Regions from separate parts of the Gossypium hirsutum genome. Here region 2 is linked to region 1. Evidence: chromatin contacts called from public Hi-C data. All regions are on one chromosome and are shown on one strand. The core of a region is the stretch at or near the end of the contact, and the rest is flanking DNA. Distances in the headings are between cores, read along the strand shown. Region 1 holds the start of LOC107937203 (transcription factor TCP20). Region 2 has its middle 7.5 kb from the start of LOC121210952.

Evidence for each region. Hi-C and Micro-C count contacts between places; a contact is called where the count stands out from the background.
Region 2: a Hi-C map of hypocotyl shows a contact between it and region 1, with 2.3 times the contacts expected there. The contact joins the enhancer-like site here to the promoter of LOC107937203 in region 1. A contact is called at or near these places in 3 of 34 Hi-C or Micro-C datasets (hypocotyl and leaf).

The regions. Positions count from the first base shown.
Region 1 is chrA12:88,897,562-88,902,061 of Gossypium_hirsutum_v2.1, forward strand. LOC107937203 (transcription factor TCP20) reads right to left here and starts at 1,958. Exons shown (of 2, transcript XM_016870059.2): 1 at 851-1,958; 2 at 439-704. The coding sequence starts at 1,836. The coding sequence ends at 934.
Region 2 is chrA12:89,081,928-89,086,830 of Gossypium_hirsutum_v2.1, forward strand. No RefSeq gene overlaps it. Among protein-coding and RNA genes, the nearest start is that of LOC121210952, 7.5 kb to the left of the region's middle. Within about 2 kb of position 1,309, at least 8 of the 9 cell types and tissues checked have an H3K27ac peak or open chromatin away from gene starts, as enhancers often do. A contact at or near this core is called in hypocotyl and leaf, where this site is marked.

The sequences.
Region 1 (4,500 bases), core at 708-3,207:
CTTTAAAAATTTTATTTCTTTTTATTTTAGCTAAAAAAAATTAATATCAAAGAAACTAATAATCTTCATAGTAATTAATGTTTACTGAATTGAGTGATAAAAAATTTTAATACCTTTTAATTTCAATAAAGAAAATAAAATTGTGAGAGCTTATCTCTCATCTACAAATTCATTTTTATTCGATTTTAAATTTAATTAAAATTCAATGTGAGTACAGAATATCAAATAATGCCAACAACATAACATCCCTTTGATATCAAGTTTGAGTGAAAATTCTTTTGTACTAAAATTTAAATTTATTTTTCAGAAAAAAATTTATGATAATTTATTGATCCGTTGAAAACAATAATGATAATAATAAACCCTAGCTCCGGCAAACTTCATCGGATGCCTCGGGAAAAAAAATTTGAGTATCACACACATACGGAAGATTCATAGTTTCTGCAATAATTCCAAATCGCTACTTTAAAGTTGAAAACAATGGAAATCCCCCTCATCTCTATTGCTTTAAGATACCAATCTACTTCGCTTAGACATGAAATATAGAGCAAACAAGTGATATTTGCCCGACAAAATTGTACTAAACAATAATAAACACACCTCAAAGTTCAGTTTAACAAACACCAAACTAAATCCATCAATGTTTAACAAGCAGCAGAAGTAAATCCAATTTCCTGGCCATTGTTATTCTCTTCACAACTCATCTGCAAAATGACAAGGCACGCAGATGGAATTATGTTGATGTTTTAGAAGAAGAAGGTGAAGAAGAATTTGCCATGCCAAATACGAAATTGACTCAGTAGAATGAAAACCTACCCCAGCAAATTGAACTGTTCAGAAATCATTTTACCTTTAGTTTCTGGTCAAGGAACGCAATATATAATCCGGTTGACCAGTCGTCGTCATCATCTTGTTGTTGTTTAGAAAGACTAGCTACTGCTTGGATCCCTGGGAATTATCCTTATCAGCAACAATCTGCTGCTGATTCAAGGGACGTACACCACCTCGCTGCTGCCCAATCTGCGGGTAAAAGTGGCTAAAAGCTTGGGAATTAGACACACCAAAATTCGGATCCTGTGAAAGCCCAAGCTCCAAACCTGGAACCTGGGGGTTACTACCGTTGAGCAGCGACGAAAAACTCACAAAACCCATATTAATATTTGGAAATTCAAGCCCCTGGAACCCATAGTTTTGGTGGATATGATTTGAGTTTTCATTCCCAAAATTTGAAGCTGATGTGGATTGCTCTGAAGCTTGAACAAGCCCTGATCCAATTCCATTACTAGAAGACCATGCCCCACTTGGGATTTGGGATCTTCCTAAATTACCACCCAACATTGCCCAATTATTCCTATCTTTGGACCCAGTACATGCCCCCAGTCCCATTTTGGTATGCAAACCAGCAGAGACAGAGTTCCCCTGCGCACAAACAGAGGCTCCAGCAGCCGCCAGAGCTGAAGCGGGAATCGTCCCAGTTCCAGTTGCAGCAATGATAAATGGTTCCGATTGCTGCAACAACCACTGAATGGTCTCGCCATCGGATTTGTGACCCAATTCTCGGGTCAATTGGAAAATCCTGGCGGCGCACAGAGCAGGCATCCTTATTCTTCTACCTCTGCCATCTACTTTCTTGTGCCTGTCTTTGTTTGAGCTTCTTTTGGGAGCTAGTTGCTTCTTGTTATCATCTTTGCTCGCAATCATGATTTGCAAGTTTTTTATTTCTGCAGGTTTATTGTTCTCTGCTTTCTGAGGAGTCAAGCAGGTGGGCACCTCTTGTGGATGATGATTTGAGCCCTTGCCCTTGCCCTTGCCCTTGCCCTTGCCCTTAGGCTCCATGTAAACTCAATTATGGGGCCTCCTTGATTGGCGAAGGTTAACTCATTTGGACTTTTTCTTACTTCCCCTTTGAAATTTCAATGCTTCCCTTTGCTTTATTGTCCATATGTTGGAACCACAAAATTTCAATTTAAAGTTACCACTCAATGATTTTATGTCAACTTTTTTCTCTTACTCACTAAGGAAAAAAAAAAGTGGACATGATATAATTATGAAAATGTATGTATAGAATAGGATAGGTATTGTTAATCACTCACAGCCTTGGTTTTCCCTCCCACTATATTATGGAATAAAGAAAATATAAGATTTTACCTAATTCAGGTGGGATAGCAAAAAGCAAAACTTAAAAACTCTAAACTCATAATTACATTAAAAAAAAAATTGGTTGACTGCTGGAGACGCACATTAGGAATTAACCAACCAAAGGAATAGGAATAAGAAATAGGGCCATTCCACTCAATTCAATTTTTTCTTCTTTAATTAAATTAACCCACCCTGCATAATTACCATTTAATCGGATTCCGGGGTCTATTATTTTTACAAAATAATATATTTTTTCAAATTATTATAATTTTTATTATCTCAATTCTATCATTCTTACTTAATTTTTAATTTGTTATCTAAAATTTTAACTCTCACAGGTGTTTCATAATCTAATTCAAAATGTATATTATCCCTCATCTCATTAAAAATATAATTTAAAAATTATTGTTTTACTTTGATAAAGCATAAAAGGTCAATAAAATATATCTTTAAATTTTAGGGCTGGATTTGAAATGAATAAATTAATATTTGATTGAATTAAGTTAAGAGTAAATCAAATAGATAAATCTCAAAATCATATATAAACTTTGATTTATTTTAATTATACACATAAAAATTTGAGTGTGGTTTAATTATATATATGAAACTTTAATTTTAATTCAGTACGTTTAAAAAAATAAAAAAGTATCAATTTATTTTATATTGAAAAAATATAATTAATTGTGTATGCAATAGATAAACATAAAATGATATTATATCAATAATTATATTAATAATTTATGAGATTAAATCAAATAAAAATTTTATAGATTTTGAGGATGAGAAAAAGACCCCTGCTCCACTAGTTGCCTATGTCTAGGTACTGTAATGTAATAAATCCCTCACAGTTTATTTCCCTATTTTCAAATAGAAAACAAGTTCCGTGTGTGCAATGTATATATCCTTTAGTATGCTTGTAGTCGGTATAGTGGGAAAATATAACTTATAGTATCTGAATTTAGTAATTAGCTGTACATAGAATTTGATAATTATAAAAGTTTGATGATTTAATATAATCTCAAAATGTTATGTTTAAAAAAATAAATTTAATTATTAATTTCACATACAAATTTAATAAAAAAATACCAAAATAAATTTAATTACTAAATATAGAGACTAAAAGTTATATTAACCTTATTGATATTCCTTTGTATCTATCTTAAGGTAAAAGGAATGATGGAAATATTATAATTATTTTGATTCCTATCTATCCTTGTTAATATTACTGTTATTAAATTACAAATTTTACAAAATGAAAGTGAAATTAAAATTTTAGGGGACATATATATATATATATATATTTTTAATTATTCATTAAAGTTTGGGCTACAGGAAGGCTTTTGATTAGGTTTAAAGATCTTTTACTTGATCCAATAAAAAGAAGTTGTACTATATTAAAACATTGTCAAAAAGTTATTTTGATATTAAGTAAAAAATAAAGAAAATGAAATCAATAGAGATGGTAAAAAAGAAATATCTCAAATTAAATTCTAAGTTCAATAAAATGTACCAAGAACCGTAAAAAATGTGGAAGGAGGAAATGGGTGTGGCTGGCATTGCCCACCATGAGAGGAATAGGGATGAAGGAGTCCCCACAATGTACGTGGCGATGTTCAACCAATCATGGAAACTACAGCAAGTCCTTGTGATTTGTAATCCTATCATTAGAAATTTATGGCAATCACGCGTCCTTTGTGCCTAAAATTGATAATCCTCTTATCTCTCTGAAACGCCATAAGAGAGAGGATTATGCTTTGTCTCGAAAAATGAAGCAGAGGCAGTGATCAGTTACTAATTCACTATCGAAGGATGAATGGGGTCCAAACCCCAAACCCACCTTGCTCGAGTTTAGCAAGTGGGTCCTTGAATCTTGCTTATCTCCCATGCATGCAAAACTCCATAACCAGGCTTTTTTATTTTTATGCTTTTTCTTGACCACATAATTGGAACATGGCGTATTGCTATAATGACATTTCATGGCATTGGCCTTGGCCCCTCACTCCTTCAAAACCAGCTTTACATCTTTGCTTACAATTTTATATCCTGATGCTTTCCTAGAGATATATGTGACGGAGTTGGAAAGCAAAGTTCAATAGTGAATCTCAATTATTTTGACATCAAGGGTACTGTTTTTTGCCCCATAAAACCAAGCCAAAAACCACTAGGTTCAGTAAAAAGGGAAATGAAAATGATCTTAATAGCTCAACTAGTGATCGAGTAGAGCCAAGACTTTTGTTTGGATTGCAACAAGAAAGTTATTAACTTCAAAGTTTTAAGATCATCCACACGTTTACTTGAGTTGCACCGGTTTTCTCATATTTGCTGCCGGCTTTGGGGACAAAGGGGCCCTCTAAAAAAGTT
Region 2 (4,903 bases), core at 59-2,558, 180 kb after region 1:
CAAATGATTATGGATGAGTTTTGGATTTGAATACTTTCAAACATATTCAAACCATTTTGAATCAATTTAGATATACATTTTTATTTTAATTAAATTAAATGTAAACGTTTAAATTTTGAATTATTTCCATTTCATCCCTGCAAGTGAAAATTGTATAATCATGTTGTTTTCTAAAAAATAGCTTAATTGTAAAAGAAATATGCAGGCAGTAGCAGAGTTAAATTAAAGAAAAGTCGTGGTTTATGAGAAAGAAAAGCAGTGGTGAATCATATACAAATATATCGGAGATGAGGCGAGGTGAGGCGACGCTCAGAGCAGACAAATTTGCAAAATTAGTTGAGCTTTGTTCCATGCCTAAATAGAAAGAGAAAGAAAACAAAGAGTCATGAATTCCAAGTTCCAACCCGTGACCCAAGTTGACTTGTAGCAGCAGCATGTCATGTGATTGCCATAATTAAAATAATTAAGTGAAGATCTTATGTTGCCGGGAGTTAAAAGCGCTGACGAATGGGTCTTCGCCTCTTGGGTCATATTAAAAATACACATTCATTCAATTTCCAGATTTCTTCGTCTTATAAGTAATATCCTTAAATATTTGTTTCCCACCGAATTCAGTCATTTTTTTCAGTGGATCTACTTCAATATTTAATAAATAAAAGCGTCCTCGAAATGCGACATTGATATTGCTGTCGGGGTGTCGTGTAAGGCTATTAGGTAAATGAGTAATGATTTTCAAAGGGGAGGAATCTGGGCACCTCGCTTGCATGTCCATTCCTTTGGAACCAAAAATTTGGGGCTTTCATTAATTTATGCATTTTTGCTTTGCTGGGTATTAGATAGGAACTTGGAGTCAGATCAGAAAGTGAGGGGTTGCTATTGTGTTATTGTCTGGAAATTAATTTTATAATGAAGCCTCCTCGTCGTTACACTGTATGAGTGCCGGAGTGTCGGGGTATGAAGCCAATCTAGATTGTGAAATACGAATTGATTTGACCCAATTAATTATAAAGTTAAAAGAAAATCCTGGTGCTATGCTATCTCGAGTTTCAACTTGGAAATGGAACTGACATGAGTTAGGTTTGAGGACCCCTTGGTTGTGGATTGTTTTTGCAGAGGCATGCCCATGCCCATGGACAAATAACATAGGAGCAAAAGCTAAAGTTGATGGATGGAGATCAACATGTCCGGGGAATTCTTGCTGCATCTTTCATCTGTCAACTTTGATGGACATAATTACTTGCTTACTGTGTTCTCTTCACCAATATGGACATGGTTCTTGTTTCCACACATCCCACCCCATAAGGGTCCATCTGCTCTACACTTTTAACAAACTTCAACTTCAATATGAATTTGAATCACACCTATATTCCCCTCCCTATTTCATTTTGTCGCCATCCGGCTTGCCTTTGACTTCCACACCCAACTTAATACTCGGGCTAACTACTTTTTTTCTAAAAAAGAATTCGAAAATTATTATTAAAATAAATTATTACAATCATTAATTAATCAAATCCAAACTAGCAAACAATAAAACGTTTACATGAAGAATTAAGTCTCAAGGAAACTCACAAAGGCTGTGATGCGTACAGAATCCCTCAAACTTTAAAAAAGTAGTTTATTGAATTTAAATTCAATGCCACAAACAATTTTATAATTTCTCACCATCAAAATATATTGTACAGAATTTCGTGCTCAAAATTTGTAAATATGGAGAAGGGTTTCAAGTATAACAAAGTTAAACAAAATATAAAAAATACACTGAACCAGAACTATAAAAACTCCATAACTTTGCTTTAAGTTTTTGAACTGATTATAAATTATAAATGTCTCCCCATTCAATGATATATAGTCTTAAACCACCAATTCTCTCTACCGAAAAACTAATTGTTTCAATAGTTTGACAATTAATCCATGTGAAACAAACAACTTCCATATTAGCTCTCACAATTTAATTATTCGACAACTTTACAAATGAGGAGAACTCGACTTTAATTAGTGATCTCAATTGCGCAAATCATTAAATTAGATCGCTAATTCTCATGACATCATCCAACTACACACCTAACCGAATCACATCAATTTTTTTTTTTTGATAAAATAAAACAACAATTATGAATTGAGTTTTTTTTACCAACCATGTATTGTTCAAAGTATTGAACTTACTCTTCTTAAAATGAGACAAAAAACGATACTAAAAAATAATCTATATCAAGATAATCTCATGACTCCAACACCAAACATTTATCACCCTTAAAACTAAAACGAAATTTAGATGCCCCTAATAGAAAAATTAAAAAATAATAAAAGAGATATTTTATATAAAAACTAAAAAGCAAAGCAAAATGATGGTGGAGAGAAGGAAATGATGGCGGACGTCCCTCGCCACCAAAGAAACGAAACCTTTTAAAAAAGTAAAAATTCTAAATCGCTTTTCTAATTCTATTTAAATTTCTAAAGTCTATTTATATTTTTATGTTATATAGTATAGAAAATGATAAATACTTATTTATTACTTAATAGAAAATAAAATTAATTGTTATTTTTTTATTCTATTTAATTTAAGATTATATTATCATCAAACAATGTAATTATAATTAATTTTTAATTTTTAATAATACACCAAATAAATTTTATAACATAAATTCGACACTTAATTTTTTAATACTTATTTTTTTAATTTATGAAACATAATCTAAATAAAAATAAATAATTTTACAGGACTTCTTTATTGCCATTGAAATAGGAACTGGTTACCTAGCTAAGCAAGTAAACTAAGTTAAAGCGTATAGGTTTTAGTGTCTAAATTTTGACAACTACTTTTAGCTAGTAAAAATGTTTTTGAATAAGTTTGAGGTAGTGTTATTGAAAATATAAATAGAAATAGTAGATTTAGAATTTATATAAATATAAATTTAGATTATAGTATAAATATAATAAAATAATAATATTATGATTTATGAAATATAAATTTGAAATATTTTTTCAATAATCAATATAAATTGTTTGTAAAATTTAATTTGAATGTATAAATAATATATAACTTTTAATTTTTTTTTATTTGATTTAAAAAATCTATTTTTAACATAAAAAGTAATGTACAAGTGATAAAATATTTTGACTTTTGCTATTGAAATTATGGATAAATCTTAGATTATTTTAAATATATAAGCACTTTTATTTTTTCAACAAAAAAAGAGGCTAAACTACCCTTAATAAGTAGAATTAAGAATTGAGGCATTTTATAGCATGCATCTCTCATACTAATTATAAAAACCACTTGTTTTGTTTAGTGGTCAATTAATGTATGATTTAAAGAAGAATGTGAAATCCCTCCAAATTGGAACATCAACTTTAAAGCTTTAGAAGTCAAAGGAATTTAGTGGAAGCCATCTTATAATTGATATCATCATTAACATTATGGGTAAATCTAAATCTTAATTTAGTCACTCTAAATAAAATAATGGTGTGAATTAGCCATTGCCATTAAAATTTTCATTTTCTTTTAACAGATTGTTAATGTGCCCATTGAGTGACTGATATGTAGCATTTTTTTTATTGGCTTTTGACTAAAGTTTAGGAGAAAAGTTTTGGACTAATTATAGGGAATTTTTTAAACTTTAATCAAAAGTCAACAAAAAATGTCATGTGTTAATCGCTCAATGTACTAATATGCCACATCAGTACTCACAGAAATTTTAATGATAGCGATTAATTTTCACAATTATCTTATTTAAAGTGACTAAATTTAAAAAAAAATTGAAGTGATGAAAATAAAATATATCCTATTTTAAAGTCATCATGATGTATTATAATGCATGGAAACAACAAAGAAGTAGAAGGATGGGTTGGAATTGGAATAAATTCTTTAGTTAGAGATGAGCTAAGCTTAGTTGTATACACAAAACCAAGTAACGGCACTAGCAAAGCATTAAATTTGTTTTATATAATTAAATTTCATTATTGGTATAATAGCATTATAATGGAAAAAGGATTAATATCATAGCCAAAGATAAAACGTTTGGGCTGTCCCAGTAATTGCCCTAATTATATTAAAGATAGAAAGGCATTAGCATATGCATTATGAATGATTAGGATTCCTGCTCCTAGTGTTAGTAGGCAAAAGGAGATTAGAGATAGTGGGGGGTGGAGCCCTCCTCCATCCATAATTATTGAAGGGTTTTGGCATAAATAAATAATACAAATTCATTCCCTTGGCTAGCAGAGCACAGCATAGGTAAGTAGGTAGGTGCTAGCTGGATTATTCTATCTACCAACCAACGTCACTTATGTTTTCCTCATTTAATTGCATCAACTTATATACTTCAGGTGCCGAAACTCAACATCACCATTACTGTTCTATCCCTAGCTTGAGAAAAAGAAAAAAAGAGCTTTTCAATTTGCACCCAACATCTTATCTGCGGGGACACTTGTAAACTTGCTCACTATATATATGTGTGTGTATTAATTGAGGGGATGAATATTGTCTCTTCGTCTTTGTCTTTGCTTCTCTCTCTCTCTCTCTCATGTTGCTCCATGCATAATTAGGTTGCCCCACTTTAATAATGTCATATAAAACTTAATTTTTTATTTTATCCTCACAAAATAATATATTCTTTAATATTTGATATACATTCAATTGAAGTTTGGCATATGAATTCTTCAGTATGTGTCATTTTAGTTCAAATTAGTTGACTTTTAATGAAGTATAAAGTTAAATAAAAATAATATTTTAAATTAAACATTGTATAATCTAATTTGAAAACAAATATTTGTCGTATCTTGTTTTTTTTATATTCAGACATATTTGTGTAGTTTTTTAATTCTAATATATGTAGTTAACTGAGTATTATATGTTGGAACATTAACTATTACAAGCTTATGTTGCATTCAAAGTTACTAAAAA